3 separate regions of the Mus musculus genome follow, and all the other regions are linked to region 3. A link is a contact called in public HiChIP or PLAC-seq data. All regions are on one chromosome and are shown on one strand. Each heading gives the region's core, a stretch centred on a gene start, on an enhancer-like site or on the middle of the called end of the contact. The rest is flanking DNA. Distances are from core to core; before and after follow the strand shown. Region 1 overlaps Ppp1r9a (protein phosphatase 1, regulatory subunit 9A). Region 2 overlaps Ppp1r9a (protein phosphatase 1, regulatory subunit 9A). Region 3 holds the start of Ppp1r9a (protein phosphatase 1, regulatory subunit 9A).

The links. HiChIP or PLAC-seq counts read pairs in DNA pulled down with a chosen protein or histone mark.
Region 1: a contact with region 3 is called in an H3K27ac HiChIP or PLAC-seq map of embryonic stem cells, with 8 read pairs. The contact joins the enhancer-like site here to the promoter of Ppp1r9a in region 3. A contact is called at or near these places in 1 of 39 promoter capture datasets (cranial neural crest), 13 of 484 Hi-C or Micro-C datasets (the N1E-115 cell line, embryonic stem cells, extraembryonic ectoderm and 2 more), 8 of 115 datasets of contacts at active chromatin or transcription factors (embryonic stem cells, forebrain and stem cell-derived neural progenitor cells) and 4 of 9 other capture datasets (adipose tissue, embryonic stem cells, liver and 1 more).
Region 2: an H3K27ac HiChIP or PLAC-seq map of embryonic stem cells shows a contact between it and region 3, with 8 read pairs. The contact joins the enhancer-like site here to the promoter of Ppp1r9a in region 3. A contact is called at or near these places in 2 of 39 promoter capture datasets (3T3-L1-derived adipocytes and stem cell-derived epiblast-like cells), 11 of 484 Hi-C or Micro-C datasets (8-cell embryo, Sertoli cells, cerebral cortex and 6 more), 8 of 115 datasets of contacts at active chromatin or transcription factors (cardiomyocytes, embryonic limb bud, embryonic stem cells and 1 more) and 2 of 9 other capture datasets (adipose tissue and pancreatic islet).

What each region holds. Positions count from the first base shown.
Region 1 is chr6:5,016,740-5,021,187 of GRCm38.p6, forward strand. All of the region lies in intron 2 of Ppp1r9a (protein phosphatase 1, regulatory subunit 9A), which reads left to right. Among named protein-coding and RNA genes, the nearest start is that of Gm52886, 36 kb to the right of the region's middle. Within about 2 kb of position 2,747, at least 33 of the 459 cell types and tissues checked have an H3K27ac peak or open chromatin away from gene starts, as enhancers often do. A contact at or near this core is called in embryonic stem cells, extraembryonic ectoderm and trophoblast stem cells, where this site is marked.
Region 2 is chr6:4,970,907-4,975,751 of GRCm38.p6, forward strand. All of the region lies in intron 2 of Ppp1r9a (protein phosphatase 1, regulatory subunit 9A), which reads left to right. Among named protein-coding and RNA genes, the nearest start is that of Gmfg-ps, 70 kb to the left of the region's middle. Within about 2 kb of position 2,620, at least 45 of the 459 cell types and tissues checked have an H3K27ac peak or open chromatin away from gene starts, as enhancers often do. A contact at or near this core is called in embryonic stem cells, granulocyte-monocyte progenitors and uterus, where this site is marked.
Region 3 is chr6:4,900,944-4,905,941 of GRCm38.p6, forward strand. Ppp1r9a (protein phosphatase 1, regulatory subunit 9A) reads left to right here and starts at 2,032. Exons shown (of 16, transcript NM_001363809.1): 1 at 2,032-2,088; 2 at 4,283-4,998. The coding sequence starts at 4,504. Gmfg-ps (glia maturation factor gamma-like) reads right to left here and starts at 2,271. Exons shown (of 5, transcript XM_030255708.1): 1 at 2,105-2,271. The coding sequence starts at 2,271.

The DNA.
Region 1 (4,448 bases), core at 1,497-3,996, 120 kb after region 3:
GATGCTTCAAATAGCAAGGGAAGCAATCCTTAGATGTCAAGGTGATGACAATGCACAGAGGCACAGGCTGGAGGACATAGGAAGGAGGGATAGTTACATATAATTTCCATCAATCCAAGGTGGGCTTTTGTTACCCCTTTATTGACTGTTAGATGTGGTTTCTTCTATTAATTTCTCATAAAACTATGCTACCACGCCGGTATAGCTCAGGGCTACTGGTCCTGGTTGTCATGCACAAGCACACCAGGGCTGAAAACAAAGCTAAGCAATAATATTTAGAAATAGTTTAATAACTTTCAAACATCTGAAGGAATTAGTAGGCAATCTTTCTTTGTAATAAATTGTGAGTATATTTGGTGGTCTTTTACAAAGAATCATAGAGTTATGAGAGCTGGAGAATAACTGCACAATCGTCTTGTTGTTAGCAATCCTAGAAGCATTTGTCATGTAGTGAGACAAATTAGGAAGAGTGAGATTGGGGCTATACACATCTGCCGTGAACACGCAAAGGAAAATAGCAGCTGAGCCTTGTCTGGAAACTGCTGTTTTAAAATATTGCCATTTCCAGAAACCGTATCTAGTTGCAAGTTAGAAAGAAAAGAAGTTGTGAAAAGTTTGGTTCAGTTTATCTATGACTTTTAATAAAATCACACAAAATAGAGTAAGCTTTTCCAGGGCTAGAAGTTTGTGGAGCTGAAGAGATGGCTCAGCAGTTAGGAGCAACTGAAAGCTCTTCCAGAGGTCTGGCACTCTGCTGTAACTCCAGTTCTGAAACCCTCTTTTGTCCACTAGAGACATCAAGAATGCCAGTGGTCCATGGGTATCTGAGTAGGCAAAGCAGCCATACACAAAAGATAATTTTGTTTAGCTTTTAAAGAAGGAGATTCTGTGTAAGGTAAGCTGCTGTTCGATGTCCCGGGAAGCAGGCAAACAATGGTGAGGTTCCTTAGACAGAGCACTGGAACCTTCACTGGGGATAGGAGTTGGCCCTGAAAGTCATCCTTTCTGTCTTGGTGCAGAGAGAAACAGTCTCAAAGTCAAGTATTTCCTTAATAAATTTTGTTTTACTTAAAAAAAAAAAAATAGAGACTTCTCTACTTTTATTTTCAAAATTTATGTTTTCAAAATTTCTCTTGTGACTGCTATTTTTTTCTCAAAAAAAAAAAAAAAAAGAAAAAGAAAAACAACCTCAAAATAAACCTCATGCAAAAGAGACATGTTTTGAAGGTTGCATGACACTGACTAGGTCTTAGAAGTGGTACAGAGGAAGTAACAAGAGAGATCACAGAAACTACTGAAGCATCTCTGTAACTAGACTATTCCAGCTTTGCTTTCGGTCATTATGTGCAAGCAAGGATTGCTCCCTCATAAATTTTGCCTGGACAGAAGAAGGCAGGATGCAATAATGGCTGTGAAGGGCAGGCAGTGCCAAAGACAGAAAAGAATCTAAATGAGCTTTCCTTAAAGGAAGTTAAAGCCTAAGTAAGTTATGTGTGATACAGGAAGAGCCTGGAGCCATTGTGGAGATGGATGGGTGAGTGTCAGGAAGCTGAGACATCTGGGGACAGGGTCAGTGTGGGGCACAACCAGGGACTTACACAGGGGTCACCTCACTGTCTACTCTCAACAGTGATCTTTTAACAGAGCACTTGAGGAAATTACTCAAGGTCTGACCATGAAAGAACAGATTGGAAGGCAGAAAGCCCACACGTTGCGTTTCCTGCTCACCGATACACGGCCATCCCATTAACTGTGAAGAACCGATAGGGCAAAGCTTGAAGGTAAAAGTGGTTTGTGTCTCCCTGACACAGCTGAAGTCAAGTCCCGTGTAGACATGAGGGTTCCGTATAACCCATCACAGCCCAGAACAAAGAGCCCTGGGGGCAGAAGAGCAAGGTTAGATTAAACTCACAAGTCTAACATTCAGTCAGAAATATCCAACCATTTAAGGAAGCAAACATTTAAAAAGTAAACTTCATGATGAGAAAATCAGTCAACATTGCTCTTATATTATCAAACATGGAAGAATTATTACATAAGTAAATTAAAGTGAGTATTTTTGTTTCTGTGCTTAAACGCTTTAGAAAGAGCTATCTAAGTTATTCTTTAAAAAGTCCAAACACAATTTTTAAAGATAGGTACAACAATGAGCAGAAAGAGCTCTGCGTGGAACCTTAGAGCCTAAGTTAGTGAATTGAAAGCATAGGGGTAGAATTTCTCCACAGTGCAGCCAAGCACACCACAAGGATACAAGGTAGTGACCCAAAGGTGGCACAGGGCCCCAGTTTGCACGTGAAAGCCACCCTAGAGTGACGGCCTGAACCAGTGCTGCCTGATGTGGGCCCGCAGGACTATGAACCATTTATCCCAGGAAGACGGCAGGGTAGAAGAGAGCAGCAAATAGTGAGACAAATTAATTTATCCTGCTAACCTTACCCCCCCACCTGCCCAGTGCTCTAGTAATCCTAAAATCAAAATCCTTGGTGACATCCACTCCCAGGAAGTCACCTTGGAGCTCCTTGGGTTCTGTCCTTCCTGTGTCTCCAGGAAGCTTCCACTTGTCACCTGCTGTGATTTCAGAATTCAGAGCTCTTTTATTGTGTTTAGGTTGTTTTGGTGGCCGCGGGAGGTCGTGACACAAACAATTGAACATTCCCACCGCAGGACAATAATGTGTTTGGTACAAACAGTGATGAACAAAAGGAGAAGGAATGAGGTACTAAGGGAGTTTGGAAGTTTTCCTCTGTTGCTGAGAATGTAGAAGATCATGTGCTGTGTGGGGACTTCCTTGACTGATCAGGAAATACCTCCTGAGGCCCTAAGCTAGTTCTCGCTGACCTTGAGCTCCCACATTCTAGAAGTGAAAACTACCGGGCCTGTGGCACAAGTGTAGGCTTCCAGCAAAGGGTGTAACGTGCAGGTAGGAGTTTTGTTTAGTAAGTATGAGAAACCTACATTCCACAGCATTGTAAAACCACCCCCCCCTCCAAAAAAAAAAAAGCAGCAAAAAACCAAAAAACATTTTCTCGCCTATGGCAAGATTCACGGCTAAAGTCACTACGATAAAAGACAGGCTGATAAGAGCAAAGCATATCAACGTTTCTAATTCAGATTTTACTTTATACAGGGCCCTCCAGAAGTGACATAACAAATCCAATCACATCACCCAAGCACGTATGCACACACGGGGATGGGGGTGGCGGGTTGGGTGGGGAGTAGGGAAAATCGAAAATTGTCTTTGCATATGTGCACAGCCATTGGAAACAATGCTTGCTGAATACAAGGGCACAGCGACAGTAACCTTGGAAGAACTCCCTGGGCAGTTCCTGGTCTTTTTCTGATTCTGCTAGATATCTGCTTGGTTCCTTCCTTCCCTCTAGCTGTGAGGCAAAGCTGCTCATTTCAAAGGAACAGTACAGGGAGAGCCCATTCCAGGGCGTGGTTAGCTTGATGGCCCCTTCAAAGGAAGGTGTGAGGAAGAGTTGGGCCTTCCTCCCTCTGTGGTTTCTTCACTTCCCACTGTGCATGTTACCCATCCCTTGTCTCTTACACAACTCTGCTGCAAGGACTAAAAGTCATTCAGCTGTCATCCAGTCCAAGCCATCAAAAGTCTCATCCACTCACTCCATAGCCAAAAGGGAGCCAACTAAACCAAGCAGGCCTGACCTGACTGGCAGCTACCACAAAACATAGGCTAAACATCACTAAACCAACTACCATGACAAACAGCAGCAAGAAAATATGTGCATAGTTTTCCAAAAAGGTAAAGGTAAGAAAAAAAAAATTTAAGCAACTTTTTTAAAAACCAGGAACAAATCTCCAGGAGGAGAATGAAGGAGAAAATTGAAAGTAACCAGAGACAAAAGACCTTTACTGTCAGGAACAAAGGTGATTGTACCTTTCTTCTCAGAAATTCTGAGCTAGGAAACAAGGCAAAGGCTCCTTCTTCAAGTCCTGTTCACTGCCCCTCCCCGTCACTCCCTCCCACAATCCTTCCCACCATCCCAGCCCCTTCTCTTTGAGCAGGTGAGGCCCTCCCTGTCTATCCCCCCCTTGGAACTTCAAGTCTCTTATAGGCTAAGTACTTTTCTTTCCCACTGAGGCCAGACAAGGCAGCCCAGCTAGAAGAATATAACCAAGGTACAGGCAACAGCTTTTGGGATAGCCCCTATTCCTATTGTTTGGGACCCACATGGAGACCAAACTGTATATCTGCTACATATGAGTGGAGAGGCCTAGGTCCAGCCTGCATATGATCTTTGGTTGATGGTTCAGTCTCTGAGAGCCCTAAGGGTCAAGGTTAGTTGACTCTGTTGGTTTTCTTGTGGAGTTCCTATCTATCCTTTTAGGGGCTATAATCCTTCCTCCTATTCTTCCATAAAAGTGCCCCGACCCCATCCACTGTTAAGCTATGGATGTCTGTATCTGTCTGAGTCAGCTGCTGCTTA
Region 2 (4,845 bases), core at 1,370-3,869, 71 kb after region 3:
AAAATTTATAACGAGAATTCTCTTTCTTTAGCTCTGTCTAACATCCGCGCTTAATCACTTGCTTCTTACATGAGAAAATGGTGAGACACAGCGATTCCCAGATCTGCTCTAACTGCTGTGGTCATTTGATGTTTCACAGCTCAGAATTCTGACTGGGTGGAGGCTGGTCTGGAACCCCCTCACCTCAGGAGACTCCGATTGTTTGGACTGGAAATTGTACTTGCACTTGGATTGAGGGATGGCAGTTGTAAACACAGACATGAACTGGAATTATAAGTGAAATTTGAATCTTTATGTAAACCAGCCCAAACCTCTTATTTTGTTAAAAATTGAGACTTAGCAATGCATTCAAACATTGAACAATCATCGCAGAGATAGATGTATACTCTTAGGAGAAGGCATAAAAGTTGAAAATCAAAAGTAGCAAATCTTTTCCTGACTACGCTGCTGTGTCACGTGGTCCACTATCAGGAGCTTCCGCCTGAGGACAACAGAGTGGATTGCCTGGCGACACTCACAGGCTCGCCTGGCATGAGAGGCAAGAATCAACGTGTGAAGGGGAGGCAGTACGCCAAGGGTTCTGTCTGTTTTATTCTGTCTGGCAGCACCATTAGTATAAATTAACCAAGTATCTTTCATTTTCCTCATTTCCAAGCTTGTACATGGTTTTGTTTTTTTGTTTTTGTTGTTGTTGTTGTTTTGTTTTTTGTTTTTTCGAGACAGGGTTTCTCTGTATAGCCCTGGCTGTCCTGGAACTCACTTTGTAGACCAGGCTGGCCTCGAACTCAGAAATCCACCTGCCTCTACCTCCCGAGTGCTGGGATTAAAGGCGTGCGCCACCACGCCTGACCATTGTTTTGCTTTGTTGCTTAAAAAAGTGAACTTTTACTGGCGTCTAAAAGGTGGAGCCTACGTCTTGAATGTATTGAAGACTAAGACATTCAGTGAAATATGTAAGTCCTTGCTTCCCAGACGCACACTTGAAAAATCAAACAAACATCTCTGATGTTTCTAATTCGGGAGTATATTTATACCAAGTTTAATTGTGTACAAGGTTATTTGAAATGTTTAAGGAGTTGTGCAGCACAGAGCCTCCTTTCTAGAAGCTGGCACTAGGTAGTGTTCTGTCCACGTGGCCTTTAGAAAGTCCCCACTGCCCCCAGCCACAGAGGCTGGCCATTGGGGGACATGGTCAACCCTTAAGATGATAGCTTTGTAAGAGAGAAGGTTGGTGTTTATCTAAAAAACACACCACTGTACTGGCTAAGAAGAGGCTCTGAAACTGTTCAAAAATATATTTATAATATGTCTGTAGCATTTTTATGTGTGCAGTGCTAAAAATAACCATAGAACAAGCTTTCTTTATGTATGGAAAGTCCACAATGTTGACGCTAGCCTTCTTTCATTTAAGAGGGCATACGAAGCAGGGTTTGCGCTGTCTGTAGGAATGAAGAAGGAGGAGTTACGGTGCAGCTGGGGTCTTTGAGGACATGTGATGTTCAGATGAGGATGCATAGCAAAGAACAGGTCAAAACTAGGGGTTCCTTTTTTTTGTTTGTTTGTTTGGTTTTTTTTGTTTGTTTGTTTTGTTTTTTGTTGTTGTTGTTTTTGAGGCAGGGTTTCTTAGCCCTAGCTGTCCTGGAACTTACTCTGTAGATCAGGCTGGCCTCGAACTCAGAAATCTGCCGGCCTTTGTCTCCCAAGTGCTGGGATTAAAGCCGTGCATGTGCCGCCACACCCGGCCGTAGGCATTCCTTTTAGGAAGGCAAAGATTACAGTTTTGATTTCAGGATCCTCTGTGGGTTTGGAACCAAAAATAAAAGGCTAGTCTGCAGATTTAAAAAACATTGCATGCCCCCATGTGATAAATAAAATGATCCATGAAGAGAGAAACGTTTGCTCTCTGCTCCCAGGTGAACTAGAACAATGTGGGTCAGAAAGAAAAACCAGCTGTTTCTACCTGGGGCTGATTGAATGGCAGCAGTGAGAGTCTGGCTCAGGACTGTGTGATGTACTCCATAGGGCCAGCGTTGCCCCTAGAGGACATCCTCATAGGCCTTTACTCTGTAGTGCCTGTGACTGTTTAAAGAGCTCCTTGGTGGCCACGCTGCTGTAAGACTGCTCAGTGGGTGTGAGTGCAGCTTTCTTGTTGGACGGTTGCCAGTGGCATCATGGCCAATAAAAACGGGTTGTCAGGTACTTGTGAAAGGACGTCTTTAAAAAGGGTAAGTGTAAATGAGCAAAAATCACCTGTCACACGTGACTGGGTTTTCTCCTCAGGATTCTGAGGCAGGTTCTTTTAGTAAGATGTTATCAGTGATGAAAAAAATTACCTTTTGTTTTCAGTAGTTAGATTTAAGTCACTTATGAAAATCTTCAAAGGAGTGTTAATGCATCTTGTTTAATACAAAGGCTCATGTAGAAAATACAACCTACGAACCTCACCAAAATGAAAATCTAGGTCAGCTATCCCTCAGTTTTTCAATTGTGTGGTGTTGGTTCCCTACGTGTCTCCTCCTTCAGACTGTACGAAGTCTTCAAATCACCTCTATAGTCTCACCCGGAGGTCACAGTTACAGGAAGTACCTGGTGTGGCGTGCTTGGGTAATCCCTTGCGCAATTAGAGTTGAAACCACTGCTGTAGAAACAGGAGGTTGGAACCTTGTTGGAGTCCTGTGCAGTGGGAGGGTTGAGAAGAAAGCGCGAGCAAGTCACACGTATGCCTTCAGAAGGATAGGAACGAGGGAAGACCTTCCTTGTGTTCTGCACACTGTGACCTCTGTCAGTCCTGGAAATAGTCCCTGAGAAATGATGGGGTTGCAGTTCTTGTTAGCAGAGAAGGAAACAAATGGATTACTTTTAGTCTTCTTGTTCTACTTGACTTTAGGTATAAAGTTCACTGTCAGGTACATTTCTAGCATTTTAGATGAGATTAGACATGTTTCTGGTGGTGTGGCCATAAACTCCTACCATTTTAGGAAAAAAGAATTCTACGCCTGAAATATCAGAAAAATATATGAATGGAATAGATCAAGCCAAAGAACTTCAACAAACATTCCTCTTTGTTTCCTGTCTGAACTGATAGTTTAGTTATTGCACATTTTTAAATGAAAGTCATTGAAAAGATTAGGATACGCCCCCCCCCCCCCCCCCCCCCACACACACACGTACAAGTTAAGAAAACTATTAGAAGGACTGGGAGAGAGAACACACCCAGATTTCATTTTTTTCCTCTTAAAATCTATGAGAAATACTTAAAATCTTCAGTGAAAACTTATTTTATCATTATCTAATTTCTCCTACACTTTCAATAAAATTAACCGTACATTCTAAAGTGGGTATTTGACACATACTTTTTTTTTTTTGTTTTGTTTTGTTTTTTTGTTTTTCGAGACAGGGTTTCTCTGTGTAGCCCTGGCTGTCCTGGAACTCACTTTGTAGACCAGGCTGGCCTCGAACTCAGAAATCCGCCTGCCTCTGCCTCCCGAGTGCTGTGATTAAAGGCGTGTGCCACCACGCCCGGCGTGACACATACTTATTAGTTGAAAGTGTTCCATGTATGTAGAACTGGTTTGAAGCTGAAAGGACTCCACCACCTCAGTAAAAGCACTAGAGCTGTGTAACTGAGCTAAGGTTTCGCTTTTATCTGTTCATTCTCGAGTTGTGCGTCGTTTAGCCAGTGTGGTGCTCTGTTGGAATTGTTGTCCTCTGCTCATGGTTAAATATACTCGTAGTGACAGATGACCGCACCCACTTTATCCACCATTCACTCCTGCACATTGCAACAGTGGAGGGAAGGAGACACAGAGAACGGGTTCCTCCTACCCTGGACGACAGTCACACCATTACAGAGCTGTTGCATGTTTGTCTGTGAGGAAGACAGGATGTATTTCCACCAGTCAGCAGGTAAAGACTACTGATCATACTTAACAGAGATAAAAATGTTTTTATTTTTTTAATGAAAAAATGACGCTTTTATTAGTAAACTATTTTAGAACTAATATTCTGTTGGTCGTATTTCTAGACTCTCTGCCCTCCCTATGTGAGGAGGGATTTTGACTGTTAAGTCACTATCATGTCTTCAGAGCGGTTATCGTTCCTTATTTGTTTACTGTTTTCTTCCTGTTAACTGGCTCTTCCCATAGGGTTAACCTTGATGATTACTGAGGACATTTTGGATTATGAATTAATTTTATTTTATTTACTTTCCCATTTCCAGTCTTTTAAAAAATGATTTAGGGCTGGTGAGATGGCTCAGCGGTTAAGAGCGTCGACTGGTCTTCCAAAGGTCCTGAGTTCAACTCCCAGCAACCACATACATGGTGGCCTACAACCATCCGTAACGAAATCTGATGCCCTCTTCTGGAGTGTCTGAACACAGCTACAGTGTACTTACATATAATAAATAAATGAATAAATATTTTTACAAAATGATTTAATTCTACAAAGGCTGCCAGTTTAAAAAAAAAAACAGTAGCTTGAATGTTAATGTATCATTGTCTTATACAATTTTACAAACATTTAAATAAGATTTTAAAGTTTTGATAGTTATAGAATCATATTAAACACGGTAAGAAAATTCACTGAAAATCACAAGGGTGATCAACAATTTAGCATACATTTCAAATCAAAAACCTAAAATTTCCAAGGATGGTTTTGAATTACAGACCCGTCTGTTGAAGCTAAACATCATTTCCTCTTCAGAAATACATTTTCCGTCCATCTTAGGACCATGTGTAGTATAGAGGGGGATGTGGACCACGTGTTAGCATGTGTCAGCAACTCCCCAAAGAACTCCTAATATAATTGCCTTAAGATCTGTGGTTTAGAAAAATGCCCTGGCTA
Region 3 (4,998 bases), core at 782-3,281:
TGGCTCATTTCCCTTTTTTTATTGCTAACTTTTTGTGGCTTAGTTGAATTAAGCTTGGTGGTTAGGTATGTGCAGAATAAGTACACACACATATGGTTCGGTACCATTTTTATTTTGGTTATAAATTGGGGTTGGGGAGGGCTTGGAATGTATCTGCAAAGATAATTCTAGGGCAGAATATAAAGATGGGGGAAATTACTGGAACATGGAAGGAAAAGAAGATATTCATCCCAGAGCTGAGTCCACTTCTACCAATGAGAGGCAAGACTTCCAGCACAATTAGTGACATTTGCTGTAAAAGTTGAACACACACACACACACACACACACACACACACACACACACACACGTTAAAATAGCTATGAGCCAAGCTTAAGGACAGGCCACAAATGACCTTGGAAGTACCTCATTTCTTTTTCTAGACATTTTCTAGAAATCTCAAACAAGAACTTTTTTTTAAAAGAAGATTTACTTATTATTATAGATAAGTACACTGTTGCTGTCTTCAGACACACCAAAAGAGGGCATCAGATTTTATTACGGGTGATTGTGAGCCACCATACGGTTGCTGGGATTTGAACTCAGGACCTTCGGAAGAAGAGTAGTCAGTGCTCTTATCTGCTGAGCTATTTTGACAGGCCAAGAAATTTGTTTACAGTAAAGATAGCCTATCTTTCAAAATTAGGGTGATCTAGAATTTTACAGTATCAATTGAAACCTGGAGGGCACGCCTGTGGGATTACCCCAGTATCTCATTTAAGTTCTTTGCTCATCCTTTGAAGACAATAGTTTCAAAACTGGCCTGAATGATATATATCGGAAATGGTATATACTGGAAGGAAAACAAAGAGAAAGCCTCAGAGAATGCCCAGCTGTGTTCTGGAGTGTGCCTTCATCGTACCCTAAGTGTCTCTATCTACTCTAAAATACCCTTTAACAGGCCTCAATCCTGCAGCCTACGAGCTAATTCTAAAAATTCTGCATTAAAGCAAAGGTTGAGAATTTTAAAATCTAAATGACTAGGGAACAGACAGGCTGAAGAGCGGCAGCACTGAACAGACAGGCTGAAGGGCGGTAGCCTGACCCCTGCCATGGCTACTGAAATTCTAAATCTAACATTCAGTGCTATATGGAATATTAAGTACTTTCGCCTCTTTCTAGATTGCCTGTATTGAGAGGGTTACACGATCTTGCAGCTTTTTCTATGCACACACACAATTTCAGGCTATTGTTGCTACTATATATTTATTTTTATTTTCCTGATTCGGTTACTCTGAATAGCCTTGGCTGTCCTGGAACTCACTCTGTTGTCCAGGGTGGTCTCAAACTCTAAGATTCATCTGCCTCTGCCTCTCTGCTGGGATTAAAGGCGTGCGCCACCATTGGTCAGCTGTTGTTTCTGTATCTCCAGACAATGGCTGGATTATAGGGTGTCCACAAACTCAATTCTCCTGTCTTGGCTGTGTTGGGATTATGTGTGCACCTCACATACGTGTGGCAAAAACACAATTTTGACTCTTCAAAAATGGTACCTGTGCCCTACAAGGCTTTTGGATACATCAATGGTCTATATTGACCATCAAAGTCCATTTTGTATGAAGGAGAAGAGTATGGAACCTGTCACATTATTTGGGAGGAGAGGGTGTAGTGAGAGTTTTTAACAGGGCAAAACCAGTGAGTGTGAACAGAAAAGATATACAAGAAGAAAAGTCCAAAGTCCTCTTCATCCCTTTCCTTCTAGTAGTGTGGCCTTGAGGGTCAGCTGGATCATCCCAGTGGACACCACAGTAGAGTAGACTAGGGCCTAGGTCTTGGCCTTCTAGGCCAGCCCAGGCCATGGCCAGGCCTTGGATGCCTGGGGTCACAGACTTAACCACAGACTGTGGGGTCCTCAGCATCTGGAAGGCACAGGCCTTGCCCTAAGTGCCAGAGCCCCCTCGCCCACGGTCTTGGGGGTGGGGCGGCCTTGCCTCGGGCCGGTGCCTTTCGCCCTTCGTTGGCCGCCAGAGGCTCCCTCTCTCCCTCTCCTGGGATTTCGCTGCTGGGCTCCCTCTCTTTGCGGCCCTAGAGTTAATCCCATCAGCCGAGGTGAGGCACCTGTTACCCCGGGGCCCTCCTCATCCCCGCGGCCTGATCCCTAAGTCCATCGGGCCTCGCGGGCCTCAGGGCCCGGCGTGGGGGGCCCCGCACGTGGGCCGAGCGGCGTCCCCGATCCCAGGCCGCAGGCGAGGGTGCCCGCTTGCGCGTCGGGTCCCCAGGCCGGGCCGCCATGGCTGGGGTGGAGGTGGGGGGTGGGGGTGGGGGGAGCGCAGCGCGCGTCCCGGGGCCGCCCCGCGCGGGCAAGACGCGCGTGGGGGGCCGAGGCGCGAGTGCAGGCGGCCGCCGCGCGCGCCGCGCCGTGACGAGCGGGCGGAGGGCACACGGTCGGCGCCGAGCCCCGCACGGTCACGGGGGGGCGGGGGGGAAGAGCGCCGAAGGAGTCCGACCTCCCGCCCGGGCCGCTCGGTAAGGGGGCGGCGTGCGGGTGGCGGGGCGGCGGGAGCGCGGGGACGCGGCGGCGTGCACAAAGGCGGACCCGCGGGCGGGTGGGGGTGGACTGCGGTCCGGGAGCGCCAGGGTGAGGAGGGAGGCTTGATCCTCTGCGGGATCTATTGTTTCCCCGGCACACTGGGAGGAAAAGCAGAGGCATTCGTGTGATTGTCACCCTAGCCTTTGCTCTCCCTCCGCTCCAGTGTGGCCGGCGAGCTCGTCTCTCCCCCGGTGCCACAGACCGGGATCCGCCTGGCAGCGGCCCGGAGCCGCCGCCAATGTGTTAGGACTTCAGGTGCTTCTTGGCACCAGGCTAGACTGCGACCTCCTCCTGCCTTAGCGCCTGGCGTCACCTGCTCTCCCGGCCCTGCCCCGGGGGCCGAGGGATGGCGTCCCGAACCGGGCTGGGGAAAATCAATCGGCTGCCTCTCAAGTTGGTGTTATTTATGTTTGTCTTTTGTGAGGGCAGGTTTTTGAATCCCCGGCGGCCCCCTTCGCCCCCGCCGCCCCCGCCCCCTCGTGCTTGAATTGGCGGTGGGAGGGAGCGGGGTGTGCAGCTAGGGGAGAGGGGAGGGTGTTTATGGGTAAAAAGGACATTGTCAACGCTTTCCAAAAAGGAAAGAAAGAAATAAAGGAAAAAACAAAAACAAAAAACAAAAAACAAAAACAAAAACCAACCCAAACCACAGGCACCACACTCCTCTCTTGTTTGCCTGCATGGGCCATGCATGCATGCATGCGTGCCTGCTGGGCCAGGAAGCGAGTTTTGGAGCTGATTTAAGTGAAAGTGTAAGCTCTCTCAGCTGATGGTGCGTGAGCGTGATGTGGTTCCGTGTAACATTAAAACAAAACAAAACAAACCAGAATAATAAGAAAAAAAATGTTTAGAACTGCGTTGAGTGCCTGAAGTGTTGGGCTGCTGGCGTCCTGGTAGAAAACCCAGCTGTGGGCTGGAGGACAGCAAACATGCATGGCGTTCACTTTTTTTTTTTTCTTCCTATCTTGAAGTAAGTTAGGGGCCAGAAGGAGTAGACAAATCAGGACTGTGGAAGGAAGTGTCATGGCATACCTGATTTCTGATTGTCACATTCTCAGGCATCTATTCCCAGGAGACTCCACTCCTTAGTTAATAATAGCCTCTTGGCTAGGAAACTTCCAAACAATGCATAGAAAAACTTACAGTAAAACTTAATTGACCTTCCAGAACTTACTTCTGTCTGTTTTGTCCTGAAACTGATACTTGAGCATGGTGTACATGAGGCTATTAACTCAGAACCATCGAAGAAGCCTCTGTAGCCATATTTTTAGAGTTTGGGAACGTTAGACTCCAAACTTTTCCCTGTTCTGCACGGTTATGGAAAATTCCCAAATCAAGTGGCCATTTTGATTTTTTTTTTTTAAAGAAGTAAATGAGTTGTCGAGTTCTTTCATAATTCATTCACAGAAATACCTCAAACTTGGTCTAAAGCATTATTGTCAAGTGGTGTCAAGTGGTGTGTGCATGTGCGTGTGTGTGTGTGTGCGTGTGTGTGTGTGTGTGTGTGTGTTTTGCAAGCATCTCCAAGTTATGTTTGTTACCAAGGACAAACTAGAATAACTCCGTAGCTTCTTAACTTTAAAGTCCCATTTCGAGGTAATTGACTTGATGTGTGGCGAAAACACTTAGAAAACAAGGTGTTAAGTGTTGACTAGTTCACTGAAGAGAAATTCACATAAACATATGAATTCAGAAACTCATTCTTTTCTATTACAGATGAACCTCTAGTCTTGCTTTGAAAAAAGCTATTTTGTGTAACTCTTGACTGTGAATACATTTCTAATACAGCCTTTGGAATCGTCACGGGACAAGTGTGCCATTTGAGCGGCCCTGTGCCTGGTCAGACACTGGGGATTGAGAAGAGAGGTCTGTTTGGCTTTTTGGTTGTTTTTCCCAGTGACCATTATGAGCATTGGCTTTTCACCCTTGAAGTAAACATGTTGAAGGCGGAATCTTCAGGGGAGCGGACCACTCTCAGAAGTGCCTCTCCTCACAGGAATGCGTACAGAACAGAGTTCCAGGCACTGAAAAGTACTTTTGACAAACCCAAGTCAGATGGGGAACAGAAAACGAAAGAAGGTGAGGGCTCCCAGCAGAGCAGAGGTAGAAAGTATGGCTCCAATGTCAACAGAATTAAAAATCTATTTATGCAGATGGGTATGGAACCCAGCGAGAATGCTGCTATCATTGCCAAAACCAGGGGGAAAGGTAGGCCCTCGTCCCCTCAGAGAAGAATGAAGCCCAAAGAGTTTGTGGAGAAAACGGATGGCTCAGTGGTTAAGTTGGAGTCCTCTGTCTCTGAACGAATCAGTAGATTTGACACAATGCATGATGGCCCTTCGTATGCTAAGTTCACGGAGACTCGAAAGATGTTTGAGAGAAGTGTGCATGAGTCAGGGCAAAACCATCGCTATTCCCCAAAGAAAGAGAAA